2 separate regions of the Mus musculus genome follow, and region 1 is linked to region 2. Evidence: chromatin contacts called from public HiChIP or PLAC-seq data. All regions are on one chromosome and are shown on one strand. The core of a region is the stretch at or near the end of the contact, and the rest is flanking DNA. Distances in the headings are between cores, read along the strand shown.

Region 1 (7,428 bases), core at 4,052-6,551, 47 kb after region 2:
ATGAGTACATTCCCAGTCATTAATCCACTCTTTTAAATACTAAATCACTGGCTGAGTCCACCATGTTAAATGGAATTCTTGACAATAACAGCCATCTGACCACGTGAACTCCCTGCCATCATTCCACAGTCTATGCAGTCACTACCCCTAAATCCCCATCCAGTATTATTGGTACTATGAGAAAATTATGAAATATTTAAAAAAGAGAAATAAATGCATTAATTCGCATCCCACTTAATTTACTGCTATTAAATAAAAATATCAGGAAGTTAGTCTAGGCTTTTCTCTACTATCACAACATCCACATTGGCCTTCTCACAGTATTGCAGGGTAGGCCATCTGGTCCTCCCCTGTGGCTCCTAACGGGAAGCACCAGAGAACAAAGCAACGCAACAAAAATGATATACTCCTTAGAGAGCCCTTTCTTAAGAACAAAGAAAGTCAGAGGTATTGAAGCTTAATCTTGATTGTCAACCCAGTGGGATTTAGGATCACCATGAAACACACCTCATGCTGTATCTATGAGGCTATTTCCAGAAAGTTTTAATTGAGTTGCTATCCTGGTTTCATTCCTTCTGCTGTGATTTTTAAAAAGCAGCTCAAGGGAGAGAGGACTTTTTTAGACTACAATTCCAGTTCACAGTCCATCATATCAAGAAAGTCACAGTGGTGCGAACTTGAAGCAGCCCATAGTCAAGAGCAGAGAGAAATGGATACATGCACACGGCAAACACACACCCACACCCCACACTCCAACACACACTCACTGTACGGTCACTGATGCCCTGCCTAGGGAATAGAGCCACCCACAGTGGACATGGTTCTGCCGCATCAATGAATGTGATTAAGACAATCCTCCACAGACACACCCATTAGCCAACCTTATTGAGACTCTCTTGTCCAGATGATTTTAAATTGTAGCCAGTTGTCAATTAAAATTAATCACAGTCAGTAAAACCAATTAACTAGGAGCTAAGCAATCTCATAGGCTTCAGTCCAGGACTGAATAAAAAGGAGAAAAGAAACTGAGCACCAGCATTCATTGTCTCTGCTTCCTGATTATAGATACAATGTAACCAGCTGCCTCACATTCTTGCCACCGAGACTTTGCTGCCATGATGAACTATGCCCTCTAACTGTGAGCCGAAATAAACCCTTCCTTCCTTAAACTGATTTCATGGGGCATGTTGTCACTGGTGGTATACAAAGTAACTAATAGAGTAGCGATTCAAAGTCATCCTAACTACATAATTAAAAAAAAAAAAGTCTAGTGTGACTAAGGTTTCTAGGTATCTCCTTAATGGGAACATAAATATTTAGCAATAGCAAATGAACTTCTCTTTATAGTATGTAGTTTTTCTGGTCGTTTTTAGTTGCTATAATTTAAGAATAGTATCACAGGCAAACAAGCAAAAAGCATATTCTTGAAGCATGTTCTATACTAGAACCTCCTGCTCTTGACTATACAATCTACACACACTGGTGAAGTGGTTCTCCCAGAGTATTATTCTGGCTTCCCACTCACACATATTTACATACCATGGGCATGTTTATGAACAAGCTAGGTTATCATGCTCTCCAACACCATCTGTGGAACAGTTTCTAAGGGAACCAGGAGTTAGATATTAATCAGATTAATGCTGCCACCTTGGTCACCATGTCCAAAGAAGATGAACAAATACCAAAGCTTCCTGCCTCCTGGTACTCCTGAACCAGTGAGGAAGGCAGCCAAGACATGTGCAGGGGATGCTCACCAAACCTCGCTGAGCATCTGCTTGTAACTTGGGGAGGGGAGGGGTCGCCCAAGGAGGGGTTAGCATCCAGTTTCATCAGCACTTACTCCTCTTTCCTCAGGAGCTCCTCCTCGGATTCCGTCAGACGCTGCTTCAGCACTGCGATCATTTCCACGGCCACATCTACCTGTTTGTTCAGGGCCCGCTCTCTCCTCTGGACCTCCTGCTTCTTCTGAGTCAGCTGCGCAAAGGCTGCCCGGACTTCCAACAGTTCGGCGGTTTTCTGGGCCAACTCTTTGGTGAGTTTGTCGATTCTCTTCTCGATGGTCCTGTCCACGGCCTCTACCATGCGATTGAACTTTTCTCGGACGTGAGCCTCGAAAGCAGCTTTGGTATCTTGGGTGGGGAGACCAGGGCTGGCGCAGGGAGCATCCAGAGAGTCAGCCCGGATGTCCACGGCCGTGTAGGTCTGCACATAGGACACGGGCCTCTCTGCCACCATCTCAAAGGGTTTCGTGTCCTTGGAGTGCCCGTGGGAGATGCTGTACAAGTTAACATAGCTCGACTTCTGCTTGGTCACCTTTGCGTGGCCCCGGAGTACTTTTCCCTGCTTCGGGAGTTCCGAGGACCTGAGAAGCTCTGTGTCCTTGAGAGAGGGCAGGAGGCTGCATTTTGTCAGGAGGGTCCGCTCTTCGTAGCTGTGACTGAATTCCAGATGGGCCCTCAAGGATGACAAGCTTCTAAATCTGGTATGGTCTCCACACCTCGGGCAGCGGAATGGCAGGCACACAGCGACATTCTCCAGCGAGTCCTGCCAATGGTACCGGCTTTCCTCAAAAGTCGTCTGTTGCATCACTCTGAAAGTCCTGGGAGGGAGAGAAGACCCCAGTTTACAGGTCTGTCAGAAGCTATTGAACTGACACTGACTGATAATCATGGCTGCCCTTAGGTGACTTTTTTTTTTTAATTGGCAAAGTAACGGGTTTCACTGAGTCAGTTTCAAGCTTACATTTTTCTACAGGTTCTCTTCCCCAGCACTTTACTACATCTCTCTGTCTGCCTTTCTAGTTGGTCCCCTTTCCTCCCATCCCAATATACACCTCTACTTTCAAGTCACATATATTCTATTACCCTCCCCCTTTCTTTCCTTAAGAGACCTGTTTATCCAGTGTTCCTCTTACATGCCCTGAATCACCCGAAAAAAATGCATACACACACACACACACACACACACACCAAAATAGAAGTTAAATTCTAAGATCACTATTTGAGAGGAAACAACACAATACTTGTCTTCTGAGTCTCGCTTATTTCATTTAACATGGTGTCCAGTTCCATTCATTTTCCTGCAAATACCAAGCAGATGGTATTTTCCTTAACCGCTGAATAAAATTCCATTTTATATTTGCACCATGTTTTCGTTATCTGTGCTTATGCTGATGGGCGGGCATCTAGGCTGGCTCGAATGCTTAGCTACTGTGAACAGTGCAACAATAAATATGGATGAGAAAGTATCTCCGTAATAGAATATAGAGTCCTTTGGGGATATGCCCAGGAGTGGTATAGCTGGGTCATATGATATTTCTATTTTCAGTCTCCTGAAAAACCTCCAGGCTAATTTCCATAGTGACTACATCAGCTCAGCCTTCTTGGGTTAAAGCAACTATTTCATATATAATATTTAATGTTGATTTTTATGTGGAAATTGAAACCTAAACCCCTTTGTCAAAGGCAGCTACATCTACTCTCTTCTGTATCATCTGATGCTTCTACTGTATGGTATTTCTGCAGGGTGGGATACAGATGCTAGGGCCTGAATTTCTAATCCAGCAACAGCCTAGCTTAGCAAAGGTGGCTAACGCTCATATGCAGATGAAAAGCTAGAGAGAGGAGGTGAAATAATAAAGCCCCGGAGAGGAAGGAGAGTGGTCCAGAGACAGAACTCAAGTTTATTGCCCTCCTGAATTTGGCATGCTACATAGACACGGGTCGCACATAAATTGTGAGTCCATTGGCAGTCTCTTTTCAAGTCTGTGAAGGATGGATCAAACTAAGCACAGTGGCTTTAAACACATCAAGAGCTGAATATTCTTCAACCAAATGTTTTTTTAGATTTTTTTTTTAATAAATAGCATTCCTTATTTACTCTGTGAGTGACTCTGTCTGTGTGTGTGTAGGCTGGGGAAAACTTGTGTGAATGGGTTCTCTCCTTCCATCATGTGTGTCCTGGGGATTGAACTTGATTCATCAGGTTTAGTGACACGCGTCTGCTTGTCATCTTGGTTTGTTCATGCCGTTAATATTTTTAGTTACTGGTATGATGACATACATCAAAGCGTTAACATAACAATAACGATCTTTTGAAATTTGGAAACCCGAAGTGTCCGGTATTATTTGATATAAACAGGGCCGTGGCCAAGATCCTAAGCTAATAGAATGTTCTGGGTGGATGCGCCTTGCCTCTGATGCTGTTTTTAGCGCGACAACTTCTAGAGTGTTGGAACCAGGTGGGCGTCAGCATAACTCCTCCATAAACAGGAAGTTCTTGTTGCCTCTGCATCTTTATCCCCTTTGCCCTAGCAACAGATGACTCTTACAACCCAATTTTGCAAGGGTCGTGGTACTTATTTCCTCCAAGAATGGCAACAAGGAGCACTGGGTCCCACAGGGAAGGAGCCCGGATCTTAGGGTGCATCTTAGAGTGAAGTGTCTGTGTTACACCCTTATCTGCCTCCAGATGCTGAGATAGAAATGGTGCCTGATCCGCCAGGCAGGCACATTTTCCAGGTTACTAAAGTCTCTGGACCCCAGCAAAGGAGAACCTTCCTGTGCTGCGCTGGGTTGGTCAATAGGATGCAAACCCTGGCCCAGCCTAGGGCTGAAGATGCTTGCAATGGAGTGCAGGGATAAGAAGAGAGGATTCTATAGCAGCAGTGGGGGGGGGGATGTTTGGATGGGGGAGACGAGATATACCACCCACCCCCAGCAAAAGGCTTTCATCCGCCCAGCGGAAACCTAGGGCACAGGTTAGCAAAAAGGGTTTCGATTTCCTGTGCAGAGCTGGGCAGGCTGGGCAGCACCTGCGTGGGGGTCCCGGCTTTCCTAGCCCCCGCTCCCGCTGGTGACTGCGTGGATTCGTGCTCACGCGAGTTCGTGCAAGTGGCTGTGGGGAAGCCAACGGTCCCGACTCCCCAGGATGCTGCGCATCCGGGACCACCTCCCCGCGTGTCGGCGGAGCAGGGGGCGCGGGCGCACGGCTCCAGCCGAGCCCACTTACCGGACTTGTTGCTGCCGCTGCAGCCGCCGGTGCTGATGCTGCGGGAGCCGTGCGAGCGGTTTTCAGCAGAGCCGTAAATCAGGCTGAGCCGGGTCGGCTCCCACGCGGGACGAGCGGCGACCGGGGCGGAGCGTGGCGCGGGCGGGACACGGGGGCGGCGCCCGGGGACGCGAGGCTGGTGCTCCGGCCCCGGGCAGCCACCCCTGGGTCCACCCCATCGGGGCCCCTCTAGCGGGAGATCCTGGGCCTTTCCCTTCACTCCAGCTCAGGATTCCGCTGACATCACGGGGAGGGATGCAGGATGGTCCCTGGGGAGGGAGGCGGGGACACGTGCCAGTCTTGCCCAGCCTAGTCTTGCTACAGGCCCAGGCAAGTGCTCCCAGTTGCAGGGGCGGCGAAAGTGGGCGTGAAGATGGAGCCTAGCTGGCTAGCCCCTGGAAAGAGCTGCCAGCAGGAAGGCTCTGATATTTATTTATATTAGAACTTCATCCAGGCAACCTGGCGGGGGGGGGGGGGGGGCACAGGACCAGCTTACTCCAGCCGTGGAAGGTAGTAGTGTCCTGGGACTAAGTTAAACAAAACTAAAGATAATAAAAGTGTAGAAGTTAAGAAACATAAATGCCAAACCCTGAGGCCTCCTCACTGAGAGGATGCCCCCAACACTAGTCTCTCAGTGGAGGAAAGATTTAGCTTCTGAGAAATCTCATTTCCTAATTGAAATTTCGGGATGTGTGTGTGTGTGTGTGTGTGTGTGTGTGTGTGTGTGTGTGTGTGTGTGTGTGTGTGTGTGTGTGTGTGTGTTATTTTGTTAAACCTGCTTTTAAGGGGCTGGAGAGATGGCTTAGCAGTTCAGAGCACATACTGCTCTTGCAAAGGACCTACACTGCTCGAATCAGCTGCTGGGCTGTCGTCAACGTTCTTTCACTGATATTCATACTAAGACTTTGATGACAGGTGCACGCCTGTAAAATTCAGGAAAGCAGTACCAGAGAGTGACTCCTACAAAACGGGGGTTGGCAGCTGCGCAGAGGCTTGCTCTCTCAGAAAATGTTATGCTTCTTGCGGTCACTATCTTAGGTCACTCTCTAAATTGAGCACGTTTATTCCAACTGTTTATTAAGCTGAAAAAAAAAGTTTGGTCTGAGTGTGCATTGCACACAACCAAGAGTCAGGGTGCACCCATCATCTTGAACAGCAGGAAGCTAATTCTGACTACCTTTGGGGCAGGATGCTAAGTATGACCTGGGAGAGTCAAGGGACCCAACGTCTAGAACTCAGCCCTCTCCCAACACTGAGGCAACTTGTTTGCCTTGCTTGGTCCCGAAATGTCTCCACTTCAGGTGAAGCGCGAAGACTTCCTAGGGCCATTTTTTTCTAACAATGGCATAAATATTATCACATTCTTCATTAAACCATATTTTACATTTATCAATACAATTTCCATATTAAATTGCATCGTGACAGAATGATTCGATAAAGAATGATTTTAGATGAAAGTAAAGGAGGGAAATCTTTTCAGGTGCAAAAGAAAAAGAATAACTCTTCCTTAAGAATACCTTTTTAAAGCTCACCTCTAAGTAGGCCAGTGTGACAGATGTCAGTGAAAAGCCATGGCTACTTCACAATGAGCTGAGGGTCGGTGACTTTAAAACAAAGCCAACACCTACAACCAGAGCCACAAGGGAGTAAGGCATGTTGGGTTTTCCTGGATGCATATGTAGTTCTGGCTACTTCAATACACAAAATGTTGTATTAACATATCCACAATCAAAGAAAAAACAATGACAGAGTTGAAACAAACAAAACAACAACAAAAACCACTTTATATCCTCTCTCATGACTTGTGCCCTTCTGACTGTATTCCATCCTAACCACCCAGTATTACTCTCCTTTGGGTCCCCTTTTTGGAATACTGAACCCACTGTGAACAATGTCTTGGGGGACTATGGGAGGGACTCCAGGAGAAAAGGCAGATCGTCATTTACCTCAAGGGCATCTTGTTCCCTGGATTGTTCTGGGACGTGATTCCATGCCCACTGTGACAAACATTTACATTCAGTTTATACGACAAGCTTATTCTTGTTGGATGTCAGAACATAGCTATAGAACCCAATCTGGTCAGTGTACTCTGATTCTGGATACGGCCTTCTGCCTTGCTTTCGTGTGTTCCCAGATGTAGCCTTTAGTATAGGCCAGGTAATTGTGTTTAAACAGGCCCAGCCTGAGAAAGGGCTGTTAATCTTCAGTGTGTGCTTACTGGTATTTATTTACACGTTTTTCTGATCACGTTTTCTGAACTATAACAACCTTCCTCAGATCATTCCTTTCTTTGTTACATTGTGTATAAAAAGACACAGAAACTGAAGTAAGGATGTCTTCAGCATCAAACTCTAGTCCGCCCTGTTCTTTCAGAGCCTC
Region 2 (6,760 bases), core at 206-2,705:
TTCCTGCACAAAACAGCATGACCAAGAGGCAAGCTGGGAAGGAAAGGGTTTATTCAGCTTACACTTTCACATCACCAAAGGAAGTCAGGACAGGAACTCAGACAGGACAGGAACTCGGAGGCAGGAGCTGATGCAGAGACCATGGAGGGATGTTACTTACTGGCTTGCTTCCCCTGGCTTGCTCAGCTTGCTTTCTTATAGAACCCAAAACTACAAGCCCAGGGATGGACCACCCACCATGGACCCTCCCACCCTTGATCACTTATTGAGAAAATGCCTTAGAACTGGATCTCATGGAGGCATTTCCTCAAGGGAGGCTCCTTTCTCTGTGATAACTCTAGCTTGTGTCAAGTTGACACAAAACTAGCCAGTACACCAACCATCTCTCTAGAACAGCTCCATCTGTTTTCCATCTTACAGAGAGAGAGAGAGAGAGAGAGAGAGAGAGAGAGAGAGAGAGAGAGAGAGAGAGAGAGAGAGAGAGAGGTCTATATTGAATACATAGAGCAAGGGGACTGGAAACTCCCTACTCAGTATTTCCAAGGAAGGTCTAGGCTGACTGTTCTCAACACCCCCTCTTTCTGAAGTATCCAGATTTCCACCCTCAGTGTATTTGAGGCTCACACTGAATTTTGAGTTTTAAAAAGGAAGCCTTGCTGGCAACATCTTGGGACACTCCTTGGTCCTCTGTTGGGGCTCCTGCAACTCACTTTGGCTCCCTGTCAGAACCACCCCCATCAGTTCTGGATGGGGAAAGAAGCTAGGCGAGATGCTCAGAGCAAATTCTTCACAGCAGCGACTGAAAGGCGTTACTCAAGTGCTGTCCTTCCTGAAGGCCATCTCTGTGCCAGAGCACTGTGGAGTTTCTCCTAAGAAGGACATCAGAGTTAGTGTGTGTATACTAAAGGCTTGATACTTTTTTCCTGAATTTTTATTAGGTATTTACTTCATTTACATTTCAAATGCTATCCCCAAAGTCCCCTACACCCACCCCCTGTTCCCCTACCCGCCCACTCCCAATTCTTGGCCTTGGTGTTTCCCCTGTACTGGGGCATATAAAGTTTGCAAGACCAAGGGGCCTCTCTTCCCAGTGATGGCCGACTAGGCCATCTTGTGCAACAAATGCAGCTAGAGACACGAGCTCTGGGGGTACTGGTTAGTTCATATTGTTGTTCCACCTATAGGGTTGCAGACCCCTTTAGCTCCTTGGGTAGTTTCTCTAGCTCCTCCATTAGGGGCCTGTGTTTCATCCAATAGCTGACTGTGAGCATCCACTTCTGTGTTTGCCAGGCACTGGCATAGCCTCATATGCAACAGCTATATCAGAGTCCTTTCAGCAAAATCTTGCTGGTGTATGCAATGGTGTCTGCTTTTGGTGGCTGATTATGGGATGGACCCCTGGGTGGGGCAGTCTTGAAGTCGATGAGACAGAACTATCCGGCCAGCCCCAGTTGTTAGGCAACTGACCCGAGAGCAGGTGAATCAGCCACTGTGATGGCCAAGTCAGTGAGTCACCCGCTGTCTGAAGGAATTCAACTTCCGAACCCAACTTCTGGGGCTTCCAAAAACCCCTTAGTCATTCTAATCACTCGCAAGCTCTGATGGAGTTATCTTGGACCCTTCTCTTTACCCCTTGGGTATTTGGAGGTTTGTGTGTGTTTTTATTTACTTTGATGTCATCGATGTTGACTTTGATTAAAGCTAGGTCTTCTGTAGCCCAGGCTAGCCTCAAACTCACTTTGTAAGCAAGAATGACCTTCAGTTTCTGATACGCCGCCCCACCTCTACCTCCCAAGGATTACAGTATGTGCCACCACACCATGTTTGTGTGGGACTGGAACCCAGGGACTTTGTGCATGGTAGAGAAGCATTCTATCAATGAAACCACCGACACAGTTCAACCTGTTTTATTCCTCTTTGGAGACGAACTTAGATCAAGCGTCTCCACAGAGCGGCTCATACTCCAGCGAAGTGTACTTCCTTTTGGCTTGATTCCCCTGCTAATCTGGGCCTTCAGAGGAGAAGCAGAGTGTGGAGAGGTTTTTCTGGATCACAGCCTTAGACTCGCTAAGCCTCGTAATGACTGGCGACCGAGTGCCAAATCTGGGCTTACTGTGAGAGTGCTTAAAGTCAATCTTAGGCTTTAACATGGGATGTGGTAGCGCTAGAGAGATGGCTCAGTGGTTGCGAGCATTTTCTGCTCTTCCAGAGGACCGAAATTTGGTTCCTACCTCTCTTGGGCAGTTCACAACTGTGTACAACTCCAGTTCCAGGTGATCTGACACCCTCTTCTGGCCTCTGCATAAACATTCACACACATATACAAAAATAGAAATAAAAAAGTAAATTTTTAAGGGGCTGTAGACACAGTTCGGTGGCTGAGGGGGTTACACTACTCCTCCAGAGGACCCTAGTTCAATTCATAGCACCCACATTTGGCTGTTCACAATCACCTGTAAGCTGGAGAAAGTCTGATACCCTCTTCTGACTTCCTAGGGTACTTCACACATATGGTACACAAACACTTGGGCACACACAGAGGATAAATGTCTAAGTAAATAATTAAAAAAATATTTTCAATATTCTGGAGACGGATGCTTTTTCCTATCATTTGAAGCAAGATTGCTTCCAATGAATCCTTTTGATCATATTAACTGATGTATTTGGGAGCCATCCTGACCCTTAACTGTCTCTGAATTGGCTCTTTCAAACTTTCCCACCTTTTCTCAGCAGACTAGCACTGGCCTCTCTCTTATGTTGGACATTCACAGTCTTGCAACACTGGATCAAATCGATGGAAAATATAGGCACAGTAATTACAGAGGTCCTGTAAGTCCCATTTAATGTTTTAAAATCCCTCCAGTGACCATTGATTAGTCCCATTTTTATATTCCAAAGTTTGTCCAGATTTGCTTTGTTCTCATCAATGAAAGATCATGGCGCTACACACATCATGTGTGTGTGTGTGTGTGTGTGAGCTTATGTATGTATAGGTGCTCAAGTGTAAAGGCCAAAGGTCAATTTGAAGTGTCAGTCCTCAGATATCATCCACCTTGGGTTTGTTGTTTGAGACAGGGAGTCTCATTGCCTGGATCTAACTGATGCAGTGATGCAGCTAGGCTTCTGGGCCAGAAGAGTGTCCAAGGCTAGACCAGTGAGTCAAGGGATGGTCCTATCTCCATCTCCCCAGTACTCGCCACCATGCTCAGCTTTTAAAGTGGGTTCTGGGGATTGAACTTGGGCCTTCCTGCTTGTGTGCAGCAGACATTGCACCAACTGAGTCCTCTGCAAGCCCACATATACGTGTTAACCTAGAAGTTTGTCCTAAAACACACTAGACCACCTGTGTGATTTGCACACAGCATAGATTTCCTATGATCTACACAGGCTACGTTAACTGCTACCATTGAAAAAAATAATGTGTAAATTTTAAAAATAACGTGTAAGTAGCAGGTATAAAGACATATAACAGATCATATGTTATATACCATGTAAGAGGTGTAAAGATGTGGATTACATCACTGTTTTTAAAAAGCAAAAAGATCTCTACTCGCTAATATAGAAAGATATTGAGGAAATATTGTAAAGAGAAATAAGAATTGTGTGTGTGTATGAGACTCCATGTGAGTTTGAAGTGGTTATATATATATATATATATATATATATATATATATATATATATATATATATATATATGTTTATATATCCTTGTTTGGGTAAAGAAGATCCTGGAAGGATACCCAAGAGAAGTTTTGTTTTCATAATTAATGTTATTGCTTGCTAATAATTTCACAAACAATTGGAAAGAGAGGAAAAGTCAATGTGTTTGTCTAAGTCTAGAGCTGTTGGCCAAAATCAATAGCTCTGACCTATTTGTAATAAAGTAGCCGGTCTCCAGGCAGAACTATTGCAGTGGAGACCAGGAAATGTGATAGAGACAGAAGGTGAGGCCCATGACTTTTTACCAACTGTTCTGGTTTTTTTCCCTTTGGCCAAACACATTATGAGCTGTTTAAAAGGGAAACGCTATAATTATATCCCAAACGGCAAATAAAACTGGCAGCAAAAAGACATGATTAGATTCTTAGTCCCTATTACCACTTCTGTCAAAACAGGCGTGGCAGCCACTCAGTCGACTCATTTGGGAGCACACCTAAGGCCACACCTCGATTGTCATACTACGTCTTGTTTGTCAGATGTCTTGTGCCTGGTCTTGAAATAGAAAGAAAAATAGTCATTGTGATTCACTCAGCAAGTTCCACAGGTGAGCCCGTGTGCCCACGGACTTCCCTGGTGACTCTTACTCTTTCCTAGTTCCATACCTTGTACTATGGTGACAAATGAACAATTGTTGTAAAGAGTTGCCACTAAACTAGCATTTTATGCTTTACCTGGGGTTTTGGTTTTATGCCACATAAAGCTTATGTTTTAAAACCTGAAAAGTAACTTGGGGACATAGCTGCGTTGATAGAACTGATGATGCTTTTACTATGTGCTGAGCCCTGTGTTTGACCCCAGCACCACATAAACCAGGCTAGTGGTGCCTGCGGGCTGTCTTGTAACCCAAGAAGCAGAACCCAGAGATTCACAAGTTCAAGGTCATCCTTGGATACAGAGCAAGCTTGAGGCTACCCAGTCTGAAAAAGTAAATAGCAAATAAAATTTAAATAATGTTTTTTAAATGAGTATCATTGAAAGTTCAAATGGGAGGATTTTTTTTTAATGTTTGGGGGAAAGCTTTCTATTCTAAGTATTCTTTATATTACATTGTTCAACTTTAGGGAGGAGGGCTCTCACCTGCTATTGTTTAGGAAAGGAAAATCATGGGAAGCATGTGATATCATGCCTGTGTTCAGCGTTCAGTGGGCTAAGGCAGGAAGATTGCTGCTAGCTCAAGGACACCCTGGAGTATATAGTAAGTAAGGTCTGATCACAGATAGATAGATAGATAGATAGATAGATAGATAGATAGATAGATAGATAGATAGATAGATAGGAGATGGAATGATGGATAGAGAGATGATAGATTGATGGATAGATAGATAGATAGATAGATAGATAGATAGATAGATAGATAGATAGATAGATAGACAAATAGATGAATAGATGAGAAAACAAAACAAGAACTTCAGAAGTTTAGTGTAATGAGACAGATTTCAAAAGCACACAAGAAAAGAAGCACTTCAAGCACGTGAGGCAAGAACCTTAAAACCATGATGCAACCACTGTGCTTGTAACTCTTCTCTAAGTGATAACTCACAGGCAGGTATGGGATGAGCTTGGCTTACAGCATCCAAATGGAATGGCGGTTACACTTAACGACGGGTAACTCAATTACATTGTGTTTATGAGACAGAACACATAGTACCATTAAGAACATTAGTGGTGAACACATCTCAGCTCTGTTTACTCAACCTCCTACTGATCCTACTGTTCGAATGCCATGGCTGTCCCTGGGTTGTGGCCTTGTCCTGGCTAAGGATCATTTAGGAAGCAGTACTATTCAAGAACACTAGCACTCTGTTGAGTTTCTCTCCAGTTCTAGCCGCGACTCCTCACAGTCAACAGAACGTCTGCTTCTGCCCCTTCATTTCCGAAGACAGAGGTGGGAACGGGAGAAAAATTCATCCTCATTTCTCCCTTTGACGCAGCTAATGGCTGAAATTTCCTAAGAAGTCGGGAGGACAGCACATCGGCTGGCACTGTGCCACTAGTATTGAGAGTTCCTGAGGAAGAGGCACTATGTTAATTATTTTTACTTCCCTGTGATGTCTCTGGCAAAAGAAAAAAAAACTCTTTAAAAAAAAGATAATTTTCTTTGGTTTTGGTTTGCAGAAAATTCTAGCATGATGGGAAGGCATGGTGGAGCCTCTCATATTCTCACTAGACAGGAAGCAGAGTTGAGGGTGTTTGTGTGTGTGTGTGTGTGTGTGTGTGTGTGTGTGTGTGTGTGTAGTCATGTCTGTGTATATGTATGTATATGTACCCATGTTTATATCTGTGTGTGTGCATGTGTATGTATGTATGTGTAGCCGTGTCTGTGTGTGTGCACGTGTGTGCATGTATGTGTGTGTGCATGTGTGTAGTCCTGTCTGTGTGTATGTGTGTGTATCCATGTCTGTGTATAAGTGTGTGCATGTGTATGTAATGCATGTGTGTAGCCGCATCTGTGTGTATGTGTCTATGTGTGTATGTGTGTGTGCATGCATGTGTGCACATGTGTGTAGCCATGTCTGTGCGTATGTGTACCCATGTTTGTGTGTGTGTTAGTGGTGGGATTTAAACAATCCCCAAATCCCAAGAACCTCTCCCTAGTAGGCCACTTTTTCCAGCTGGGCTCCACCTCCACCTAAAGGTTCTAGAACCTTCTAAGATATTACCATCCATGGAAAGACTAAGTGCTGGTAGCATGTATCTGTGGGGCACATTTCATATTCAAGTGAAAGCACACTATCGGCTTTTACCATAATGCAAACTTTGCGTGTGTATTTAGCCACACAATAACCTCGGAGAATTTAGGAATAATTGCCAGGAATTATTGTTAATTACCTGATTAACAACAGCTAAATAAATGTGATTTTTTTCTTTCTTTTTTTGGCTTCTTTTCTTCCTTCCTTCCTTCCTTTCTTCTTTCCTCCCTCCCTCCCTCCCCCCACCCTCCCTCTCTCTCTCCCCTTTCTGTCTCTCTCTCTCTTTCTCTCTTTTTTCTTTTTCGAGACAAATTCTTACTCTGCAGCTTTGAGTGAGCTGGAACTCACTA

Evidence for each region. HiChIP or PLAC-seq counts read pairs in DNA pulled down with a chosen protein or histone mark.
Region 1: a CTCF HiChIP or PLAC-seq map of the NIH/3T3 cell line shows a contact between it and region 2, with 13 read pairs. The contact joins the promoter of Zfp365 here to the enhancer-like site in region 2. A contact is called at or near these places in 5 of 39 promoter capture datasets (embryonic stem cells, macrophages and stem cell-derived epiblast-like cells), 2 of 15 datasets of contacts at CTCF or cohesin (CD8 T cells and the NIH/3T3 cell line), 54 of 484 Hi-C or Micro-C datasets (2-cell embryo, CD4 T cells, MC3T3-E1-derived osteoblasts and 12 more), 10 of 115 datasets of contacts at active chromatin or transcription factors (embryonic stem cells, expanded potential stem cells and pancreatic cancer cells) and 3 of 9 other capture datasets (adipose tissue, embryonic stem cells and pancreatic islet).

Annotation. Positions count from the first base shown.
Region 1 is chr10:67,907,361-67,914,788 of GRCm38.p6, forward strand. It overlaps Zfp365 (zinc finger protein 365), which reads right to left and starts at 5,302. Exons shown (of 5, transcript NM_178679.2): 1 at 5,011-5,302; 2 at 1,841-2,599. The coding sequence starts at 2,586.
Region 2 is chr10:67,864,571-67,871,330 of GRCm38.p6, forward strand. No RefSeq gene overlaps it. Among named protein-coding and RNA genes, the nearest start is that of Zfp365, 45 kb to the right of the region's middle. Within about 2 kb of position 1,456, at least 26 of the 459 cell types and tissues checked have an H3K27ac peak or open chromatin away from gene starts, as enhancers often do. A contact at or near this core is called in the NIH/3T3 cell line and pancreatic cancer cells, where this site is marked.